2 separate regions of the Mus musculus genome follow, and region 1 is linked to region 2. A link is a contact called in public promoter capture Hi-C data. All regions are on one chromosome and are shown on one strand. The core of a region is the stretch at or near the end of the contact, and the rest is flanking DNA. Distances in the headings are between cores, read along the strand shown.

Region 1 (4,957 bases), core at 1,370-3,869, 3.6 Mb before region 2:
AATTTCTCATACTAAGTTCTTCGTGTTCAATGTGAGGCATGAAGGCTAGCAGAGTATGTGCTCCCCCTAATACCCACGAGGAGTTCAATGTCTCATTTACTCTTCCTCTGGGGTGATAAAGTAGCAGATCTCTGTGACATTTCCTGTTCTCGCCAGTGAGTCTCTCGGGTCCCGTCCACCGTCTCACAGCCCTGTTCCAATCCTTCTTTCCCCCTGAAATATCTCCATCCCTCCCTGGCTTTAAAGGAGAGGACTGTGAGGTGATCGCATGATATTAAGCCACGGGCCCTGTGAATGCACACCCCAGCCAGGCTGCCCAGGCCTTCCTCACCAGTGCAGCTGGTGTCGCCAACGGTGACCCGAAAGGTGAAATTAGGTTGATGGGCTTGGCCCTCGGCTTTGAGAAGGTCGTACACGGGCGTCTTTCCTATTCTGGTCCCATACTCCTGAAGAAGGCTGATCGGGGTCTTGCCCGGGTTGGCGGCCAGCATTTGCTCTATGCTGGGAAGGGGCACAGACCAACATCACACTTCCCCTTTCGGCACCCACCTGGCAAATCACTGTCACATTAGACCTAGCCACATTATAGGGTCCATGAATTCCCAGGCAGTATAGCATCCATTGGCTGGGTTAAAAGTTAAGGTGCATGAGGGAAAGCAAGGTCCCAAGGCAAGTGGAGAATGTACTGTTCTCAGTTAAGGCGAGGGATCCTGTGCCGTGGTGCTGGTTGAACGTGCATTTCCCCCGACACAATACAATTCGGGAACCCAGTACCCACCAAATACACTGAACGTCGGGGCATAAAGCCCAGGGCTCTAGTGCAGTCTGGGAATCAAGCCAACCCCAAACTAGAGCTGGAGGCGTTGGCCACAGCCCCAGTGCATGCCGGGAACCTCTGCCCACTACCCCAGTGCTTGCTGGGAACAACCCTCAGGCCAGGTGCATGCTGGGGCCGCGCCGCCGCCCCTCCTCACCACCTCACACTTTTCGTCCTTCAGGAATCCAAGCGAGGCAGCTCACCTGGGCAGCCCGCAGCCTGTAGTAGTGCCGGAGCCCTGATCCTCTTCACTCATTCCCTCCTCCGTCCCCGCGGGCGCCACCGTGACTACAGCCTCCACGCACCCCAGTACACCGCCGAGGAGCTAGGGCCGGGGCCAAGCCCGGAGTCGCGGCCGGTAGGGCCCGCCGCGGGGCATGCTGGGATCTGGAGTCCCCCGCCCACTCGGCTCCTTGTGTCTTCTTATGGATCCGAGCTACCCGCCCCACAACCCTCAGCGAGACTCGCCCGGGCATCTGCACCGCCTTCTGGGAGGAGCAGACCCTCGGCGGAAGCTTCCCAAGCTACTACGAGTGGGTTGGGTTTTTTGTTTTTTTGGTTTTTTTTTTTTCCTAATGTCATTCCCGCCTTCCTCCTTGCGCACCGCCTCCTCCCAAGCCGACACTGTGAGCATGCGTATTAGCTGCGTGTAGGCGGCCAGGGGCGGGGCGGTAAGGTCTGTCTCCCTGAGAGAACTACAGAACCCAGGCGCCAGCGCGTCATTCGGGCGCCGCTGCGGGCTTCGCTGCTTTATTGGCTATACTGAGAGCGACTTCCTGTAGGCGCTTGCAGATTGGTCACTTGGCCCAGAGGGCGGAGACGAGGAAAGGTGTAGCCTTCTCCTTGAGGAAAGGCTGTGATTGGCCGAAGTCCTTTTGCTGCCCCAGAGGGTGTGCCTTACCTGGCCACCCCCACCCCAGAGCTCTGGGGTTTTATAAGTCCGGAGTTCTCCTCAGACCCGGTCTCCCAGGCTGTAGCGTAAGCTTCTCAGCACTCCGTGTCAAAAAACCCGTTGCTTTTCTGTGGCTTGTCCTTCGCCTCTCTTCACTAACTCCACGCAGCCTGACAGGGTTCGTGCCTCTTTAGATCAGCCCTAGTGAACCTCTTTTAACTGTCCCGAGAATCATTAGATGGACCTTCTGTGTTTAGTCTCACCTGAAAGAGCACAGGAATAATTAACGAACTAATATACGCGCAGAGCTTAACGATTACCTTTGGCTCTCCAAAGCCTTGATACCACCAGAGTGAAAGAAATATGGGAAATCTTGTGACCTTGGACAGAAGGAGAAAGTGATACCACGAAAAACGTGATTCAAAGAGTGTTTTTTAAAATGGGTCTAGGATAAGATGTCTTGCTAGAAAGGAATAGGGTTAGAGGTAAGAGGAATCAGTAATGAAAACGAGCGATCGGTCATCCAGGAGCACAGAAGTGGGAAGGGACCTACGGCTGGGTGGATTCCAATTGGGTGAAAATGGAGCAGCGACGAGGGAAGGCCAGCTGGAGATGTCGGTATGACAAGGGACCAGTGCCAGAGCGTTGTGTATACTGATGGACTGCGCTCTCGGGGTGTAGGAAAGAATCTGTAAGACAGGTCACAAGGGGATCCTACAGATTCCGCATGAGGACCAAAGTGGAACTGCCGTAGAACACCTCCAGGAAGGAGCCTGGATCGCGCCGGATGGCAGCCACAGGCTCCTTTAAGAGGCCGGCGACTCCAGCGCAGCATCCCCCGCTCAGGGCGTGTCCGTCCCGGGGGGCCAGGGGCGGGGGCTTTGGAAGGAGCGGGAGTTCAAGTCGAGTGGGGACGGGGCTTCGAGTAGGGGGTGGGGGCTAAAAGCTGGGGCTGACACCCGTACACCTGAGTTCCACACGAGCATCGCCGGTGACAGCTCTCCAGGTCCGGTGGAGGGCAACGGGGGGAGGAGGGAAGGAGGAGGAGGAGGAGGAGGCGGGAGCAGCATCCGGAGCGGAGCTGCAGCAGCGCCGCCTTTTGTGCTGCGGCCGCGGAGCCCCCGAGGTGAGAGCCTGGGCGACTTGTGGGGGTGGGGGGCAGGGATGGGTTCGGGTCTTGGGATCCTGGCGTGGAGGGAGGGTCGGGATACAATTGTGGCGTGGTGGGGGAGGAGGTGACTCGAGGATGCTGAAGCTGTGGTATGAAGGAACTAGAGCCCTGGACCCGACGCCTGGAGATAGGAAGGAACCGGGCGAAGCTGAGGGATGCGGCGGCCCAGCTTGGAGACCAAGAGCCTCCAAAGCTGTGGTGGATTATGCGAGGATGAGGGTGGCTAGGGGAAGACCTAAAGGACAGCGGGCAAGAGCACGTCCTCTCCTCCTCAACCTCAGGACCTAGAAAGGAGGGAGAATTGTGGCCCCCTCCAGGGAAGGGATGGAAGGGCAAGGCCTAATATACCCACCGCCCCCCTCCCCCACTCCTGCACCTAATAGGCTCTACCTGAAAATTAGGCTGCACCTACACCTGCATGCCCTGGCAGGGCCCTCTCCCCCGTCCATCTGTAATCCCTCTAATCTCCAGCTGTGGCATTCCCTACCGTCCAGCTGTTGCACCCCGTCCTCCATTTGGATGTAGTTTTCTCTCTCTTCTGCCTGCTCGTCTCTGGTTTCCTTAACCCATTTCCCTAGTCAGGCGCTTCACAAACCTCCCTTTTTCTCACACACTCACCAAACTCCTTGGCTTACAATCTTGGTAGGCAAGGCTTTGGCTGAGGGTAGAAAGAGAAGAGGGGTGGGTTCCATAAACAGTAGTAGGGCTGCAGGGAGGAGCCTTGCGGCTCTCTGTCTTCTGCCTCTTTGGCCTTCAACCAAAAGAGCATGCACATGAGGTCTCACACACCCCAGGCACCTGGAGCCTCACTCTAAACTCTCTTCTGATTCTCCCAGCCGCCTCGTGGTTTTCAGGCAGAGGGTCATCCCAAGCTTACACCAGTAGCAAGAATTTGGAAAGGAAACAGCCCAAGTTCCCTCTGGGCCTTGCTGTCCAAACATTAGTGTTTACAAGTTCAAGAGTGCTGCCATCTCTCATGGAAAGTTATCTGGGCCCCAAGTTGGGTCTAACCAACTGTTGACTTCCAGGAAGACCCCAAGGTCCAATACTTGCCAAGTCCTAGATCTTTGGTGGATGGAGGTGGAAGATGGAAGGTGTGGCTGGGGTTTCCTAGACTTCTTCACAAGAGCAAAACCCTGTTAAAAGCAGTTACTGCTCTGAGTCTCTGGGAATGGGGGTTAATAATAAAATGATAGAGAACACGAAATTCCAGCACCCACCTCTGCCTTTGCTGCCCATGCCTAGGGAGTAAGAGAATGGGAGGTGGCAGCTTTTCTAGAATCCATTGAAAGGATGCCAGCAGAGGACATGGTGGCTTTAGGAGAGTTTGTCCATTTGCCCTCAGAAAGCCCGGTCATGTGTGAACCAGGATAGGGGCCATGCTGTTCTGGGGCATAGGGAGCTCCAGAGAAGAGCCCTGTTCTTCAGTTTTATCTATTTATTCATGGTATTAGGAATTGACCCCAGGGCCTACATTCTGGGCAAGCTTTCTACCACCAAAGTACACCATTGGGTTGTTTGTTTGTTTGTTTGTTTGTTTATTTGTTTTCAAATTTTTTGAGACAGTGCCACTAAGTTACCTCTCAGGGCTTGAACTTTAAATTCTCCTGTCTCAGCCTCTTAAATAGCTGAGCCTTTGAGGCCTGTGCTGACAGACCTGGCAGGTCGCATTTTTCTTTATTTTCCTTTTTTCTTTTTTTCTCTACCTCCCTTTCTTCCTCATTATTACCTCTTGTCTTGAGGAGGTAAACAAAGGAAGCACAGAGCATGGTGGCTGGTAGAAGCCTCAGCACAGTGGAGGCAGGTGGAGACAAGTGGATCTCTGTGAGTTCAAGGCCAGCCTGTCTACACTACAAGTTTCAGGGTAGTCAAGACTACATTGAGTCTGTCTCAGCAAACTAAAAAGAAAAGACAACTTTGTATCAGGGTCTAGTGGTGGTTCAGGTGGTAAAGGCCTGACAAACATGCATGCAAGAAGCAAAGACAAGACTCTGGGTTCCATCCCTAGCATAAAGCCTGCCTGCCATGATGCTTCACTTTCTCCTACACTGGGAAAGTAAAGGCAGGAGTTCACGGT
Region 2 (4,513 bases), core at 39-2,538:
CCCCCTTGGCAAAGATTGTCCCCCAGCCAAAGAAAGGAGTTCCAAGGGTCAGTGACTTTAGGGAACAGAATTAAAAAGTGGCCAGAATCCTAGCTTTACCACCCAGAAGGTAAAGGAGGCAGCTCCTGGGCCGTGGCGAAGAAGAGGGGGGCTTTATTCCCACGTGTCTGCCCGGCGGCCAGCCTGGCGCAGTCGGGGTTAATCTGCAGCGGAGGGATCCCGGAGCGTGTGCGTAGAACTGCAGAGTCACAGCCTTTCCTCCAAGAGGGCTGTACCCCTCCGCCGCCCCGCTCCAACACAAAATAGGGCCTCCTCTTCTCCTTTCTCCCCTTCTCGAGTGGGGTTCCCCAGGCAAAAGGGCCCCCTGGATCTCGCGCCGGACGCTCCACGAGTCTCTACGATCGCTGCCCAGCTCCAAGGCGAGGAAAGAGCCTCTTCGCAGGAACCACCCTACCGGCCGAGCAGGAGGCGGAGGGGGGAGGCGGAGCGGCGCCGCGCTGCACTACTTTCCTCTCCGGTTGCAAATGGCTGCCTCGTTCCCCACTTTCCGCTCAGTTTCCTGACCCCCCGGCGCCGGGAGCCGGGGTTGGACCATGCACCTCTAGACCCCCCGCGATCAGTGCCTGCCGGGGGTCTAGGGGGTGCCGCTGACCACAGGCGGCCAGGCCGGGGGCGGGGCAGCTCCCGAGGCCAGAGGGGAAGGGAGGCGAGCGCTGGGCCTGGAGCGGCCGGAGGGGAGCGGGCAGAGGGCTCGCACCGCCCGCCCCTTCCTCTTCCTCGCCCACCAACCCTCCTCCCTTCCCCGGGGGGAGCAGAAGGTGGGGGGCTCGAAGCCGCCGAGGGGGGACGCTCGGGGTCGCGGAGCCCGGCGCTGGGTGTGTGTCAGGTTCGGCCCCGCCGGCTCCGCGTCGCCGTAGCTCGCGCGGCCCCGGGGCGCCGGCCCGGCGGGGAGAGGGGCTCGGCGCGGCTGCGAGGGGCTCACGTTCCATCCGGGCCCGGCGCGCGGCGCGGCGCGGCGCGGCATTCCTTCCGGGCTGCTGGGGAGGCGCCTCGACGTTCCATCTGGAGAGCCTCGACGTTCCGCCCGAGCCCGGCGCGGGCGGCCGGGGCGCTGGCCGGGCCCTAGGACTGAGAGGCCGCCCCGCGACGCGGATGCGGAGCCTGCTCGCCCAAGATCAAAGCCACCGGTGCTCTCTTTGTGTCCGCTCGGGATTCGCCGCCCTGGGGCTGTTCATGGAAACCTAAACTGCTGGAACCTGAGGCAGAGAACCCCTGTTGGATTTTTGCTTTTTTTTTTTTTTTTTTTTTTAAACCCCCGGGGGAAGGGTGACCACTCCGACCTGGATTTACCGTTCTTGGTCTCCCTAAGCCCCCCCGAGTGGGGGGCGGCTGTGCTCGCTCTGGCGGTTGGAGGTCGGGGAGCGGCCCGGGCTCTGGCCATGTTCTCGGATGAGGATTTCTGGATCGCCCTGTGAAGAGGTGAGTGAAGTCCGCCCGGCCTGGGCCCAGAAAGGGTTGGACTAGGGGCACAGCCAGATGGACTATCTTGGCCGGTGGCTGGCCTTTAGGTTGGAGAAAGGGGTGCCAGAGCTGGGGAGGGTTCCTTTGGCAGGGTCTGTCAAGGGAATCTGAGCCAGTTGCCACGGCAGAACCGAGGCCTGGTTTCTTGGGGTGTGCCTCTTTAAAGATTGGGGGTTCAGGGAACTACAGGAGTTTGGGAACATGTCCAGATAGCCTCTCTGCCTGTTTATTTTTGTGTTGAGGGAGTTCGACCAAACTAGGACCCAGGCCCTGATGCCAACACCAATCCCAGGCTGTTGTCCCCCACCCCCACCCCCAGGGTTCCTTGGGACAGAGCAACTTGGTGGGGGGATGCCACTGCCAGGTCCCACATACTGCCAGATTGGACTTTAATGTTGTTCCTACCTACCTGGGCACCCAAAACAATCCGTGGGAAACTCAAGGAGCCCTGAGTCCTTCACCCGGGAGGTGGGGGGGGGGGGGGAGGGTGGGTGGAAACTGGTGCGATGAAGAGGGGAGCTGGGGCATGAAGGAGGTGGGGCTGGGGCAGCTCTGCCCCTGCTGTTCAACTTAACTACTCTGCCTGGCAAAGTGACCCCAGCAAGGCCTAGTGGTGTCTTAGCCTGCTTCGTTTCCCCTCCTCTTGGGATGGACATAATCTCCGGGGGATTATAGAGGAGGCCGTTGAGATCTGTTCTCTACGAATGTGGGCTGCAAAAAAATGGCTTTTGTCTCTTGCTTTCTCTGGGCCTAGTGTAGAGTTAGCTGCCCATGAGTCCCTGGCCAATCCTGAAAGCCCCCGCCAGATCTCTACAATGCTTTTCTGGCTACGGAATGGTAAATAGTTCTCAGGTGCTGCCCCGGCTCTGCAGAGTAGGCTAGCTTGTGCCTCTTTGATGGAGAAATGACTTTATTTGTGCTCTTTTCTGCTGGAAGCCAGTGTTTCCAGCCCTGGTAGGAGGTGCTGGGGAGAAGGGGTGTGTATCTACAGCAGGAAGGGTGCAGCATGAGCCTCCCGCCTCAGCCTCTGGGCCCCGGGCTGGGGACAGCCTCTCTCACACCTGTCATGTTGCCCAGCAGGGATTTGGCTAGTGCATTTTGCGCCCTCATTCCACCCCCTCCAAAATACATTTGCTAGGTCTCCTTGAGTATTGTCTCAGAAAGGGGAAAGCAGGGGGTTTGCCCTTGAAAGCTTTCTGAGAGTTGGCATAGGGGTGCGGGGTAAAGTGAGCTGTCATCTATGGTCTCTGCCTCTCTTGTCTGCTCTTAGATAGCATCCTTAGGTGAGACTGTACCTTGTTAGCTCTGGCTGATCCCCTAGGCTACCCAGGGACAATGTGTTACCATTTGGATCCTTCCTAGAGGGCTGACTGAAAATGGGGGAGGAGAGAGGTGTGGTTTGATTCTCTAGCTGGGAACCAGGAAGTCCTGAGTCCCACTGAAGAGCTGTTCACTCAAGGGCTCCAGCCTTTCACCCCTCCAAGCCTCCATTTCCTCCCTTGCAGAGAAAATGGAGTGAAGCCTGTTGGTCTAGGGTGAACACAGGAAGGAGAGTGGTGGGGTAAATCTCTGCCACCTCTCTGGGCTGTTTTGGGTGTTTTTAGATGTAAGACTCCGGGTGTCAGCTCCCTAGCTCAGAGCAAGCCTGGCGCAGGTATTAGCCTAGTTTCGATCCAGGGAAAACCCCCTTGGGATATATGTGTGTGTCTGTTTACTGGCTGTGAATGATGGGATGGGGGAGCCCTTGGTTTTATTTGCTCAAAAGGCTCCAGGGACTTGATTGCTATGGCACTTGGTATTTTGGTATAGATGCTGGGCTGAAAGCTTGAGGAGTTAGGGGCTGAGGTTTCAGGCTACTTGGAGGTGTCCCTGGGTTCTTTATGGTACAGAAAAAGGAGAGTTTGCCGCTCAGTCTTGGACCTTCCATGGCTCTGTAAGTGGGGTGCTCTCTTTGCTGGGGTTTCTACTTTGATCCTCAAGGCTAGATGGAGAAGGTAGTTTCTGTACCTACTTGGGCAGTGCTAGCTTTAGCAGAGAGAGAGAGGGAGGGAGAGAGAGAGAGAGAGAGCAGGAGAGAGCGAGAGAGCGCTAGGGAGCGAGCTGTGCTTGGGGGAGGGCCGAGGAATGTGTCCCTCTGGCCTTGTGTCAGGTGGCCCTCCTACCCACTGTATTATCACTGTTGCCTTCTACTTCTCTTTGTTGCTGTTTGTGGCTCTCTTGGCCTCAACTCTGAGAACAAAGTTGTTGGAGGATCTGTTAGGAAGATATGGTTAGATGCAAACATTTAGGAAACTTTAAAGTCCTCTTGGACCTTCGGTGTGACCAGGCCTTGAATGATTGAATAGGCAGAGGGTCCTGGCTTGAGCCTTGAGCTCCAGTTCCCACTTCCCACAGGTGGCTTGTAAGGGCCTCTTGCAGTTCAGAGCATGCTCTGTAAGTCGGCCAGATAAGCATCCTGCTTTGCTGCAGATGGGTTGTTGTGCATGAGGCTTGGGAAGAGGTAATGGGTGTCGGGTGCTGCTGCTGGGCCTTCCCTGGCAGGGTCAGAGCATTAGGGGGAAAGGAACGTGGCGGCTTCACTTCTGCGTGGCTCCAGGGGGCCGCCAACATTGGCAATGGAACTGGGGGCTTAGGGAAGGAAACGGAGTCTGCGTTGGCTGGGAATTGAGTTACTGATTGCCGGGCACTTTGAGGGCTCCCCTTGTTATTCAGCCCCAAGTGATTGACCAGGGTATTTGCCTTCCAGTTTTAGAGAACAGGATTATCTGTACCCAGGTTGGTGTGACCACTGACTAAACAAGGGGAGGGGAAAACATGGGAGATGGATTTCTCAGACCTTTATCACGTACAGTTGTTTTTAAGGGCGTCTTCTTAACTCACACCACCTTTAGAAGCACTAGATTCTGGTTGAGAGGAAGGCCCACCCTTCTCACCAACAGCTGCAGGCACTAATCCTTCTCAGCTTTCTTATGTGGGGTTTCTTTCCTATTCA

The links. Promoter capture Hi-C pulls out the DNA fragments that hold promoters and counts their contacts.
Region 1: a promoter capture Hi-C map of liver shows a contact between it and region 2, with 2.3 times the contacts expected there. The contact joins the promoter of Map3k12 here to the promoter of Kmt2d in region 2. A contact is called at or near these places in 3 of 39 promoter capture datasets (cranial neural crest, liver and pre-B cells).

What each region holds. Positions count from the first base shown.
Region 1 is chr15:102,514,666-102,519,622 of GRCm38.p6, reverse strand. Map3k12 (mitogen-activated protein kinase kinase kinase 12) reads left to right here and starts at 2,619. Exons shown (of 16, transcript NM_001163643.1): 1 at 2,619-2,835. Tarbp2 (TARBP2, RISC loading complex RNA binding subunit) reads right to left here and starts at 1,431. Exons shown (of 9, transcript NM_009319.3): 1 at 1,021-1,431; 2 at 332-501. The coding sequence starts at 1,073.
Region 2 is chr15:98,867,980-98,872,492 of GRCm38.p6, reverse strand. It overlaps Kmt2d (lysine (K)-specific methyltransferase 2D), which reads left to right and starts at 1,288. Exons shown (of 55, transcript NM_001033276.3): 1 at 1,288-1,479.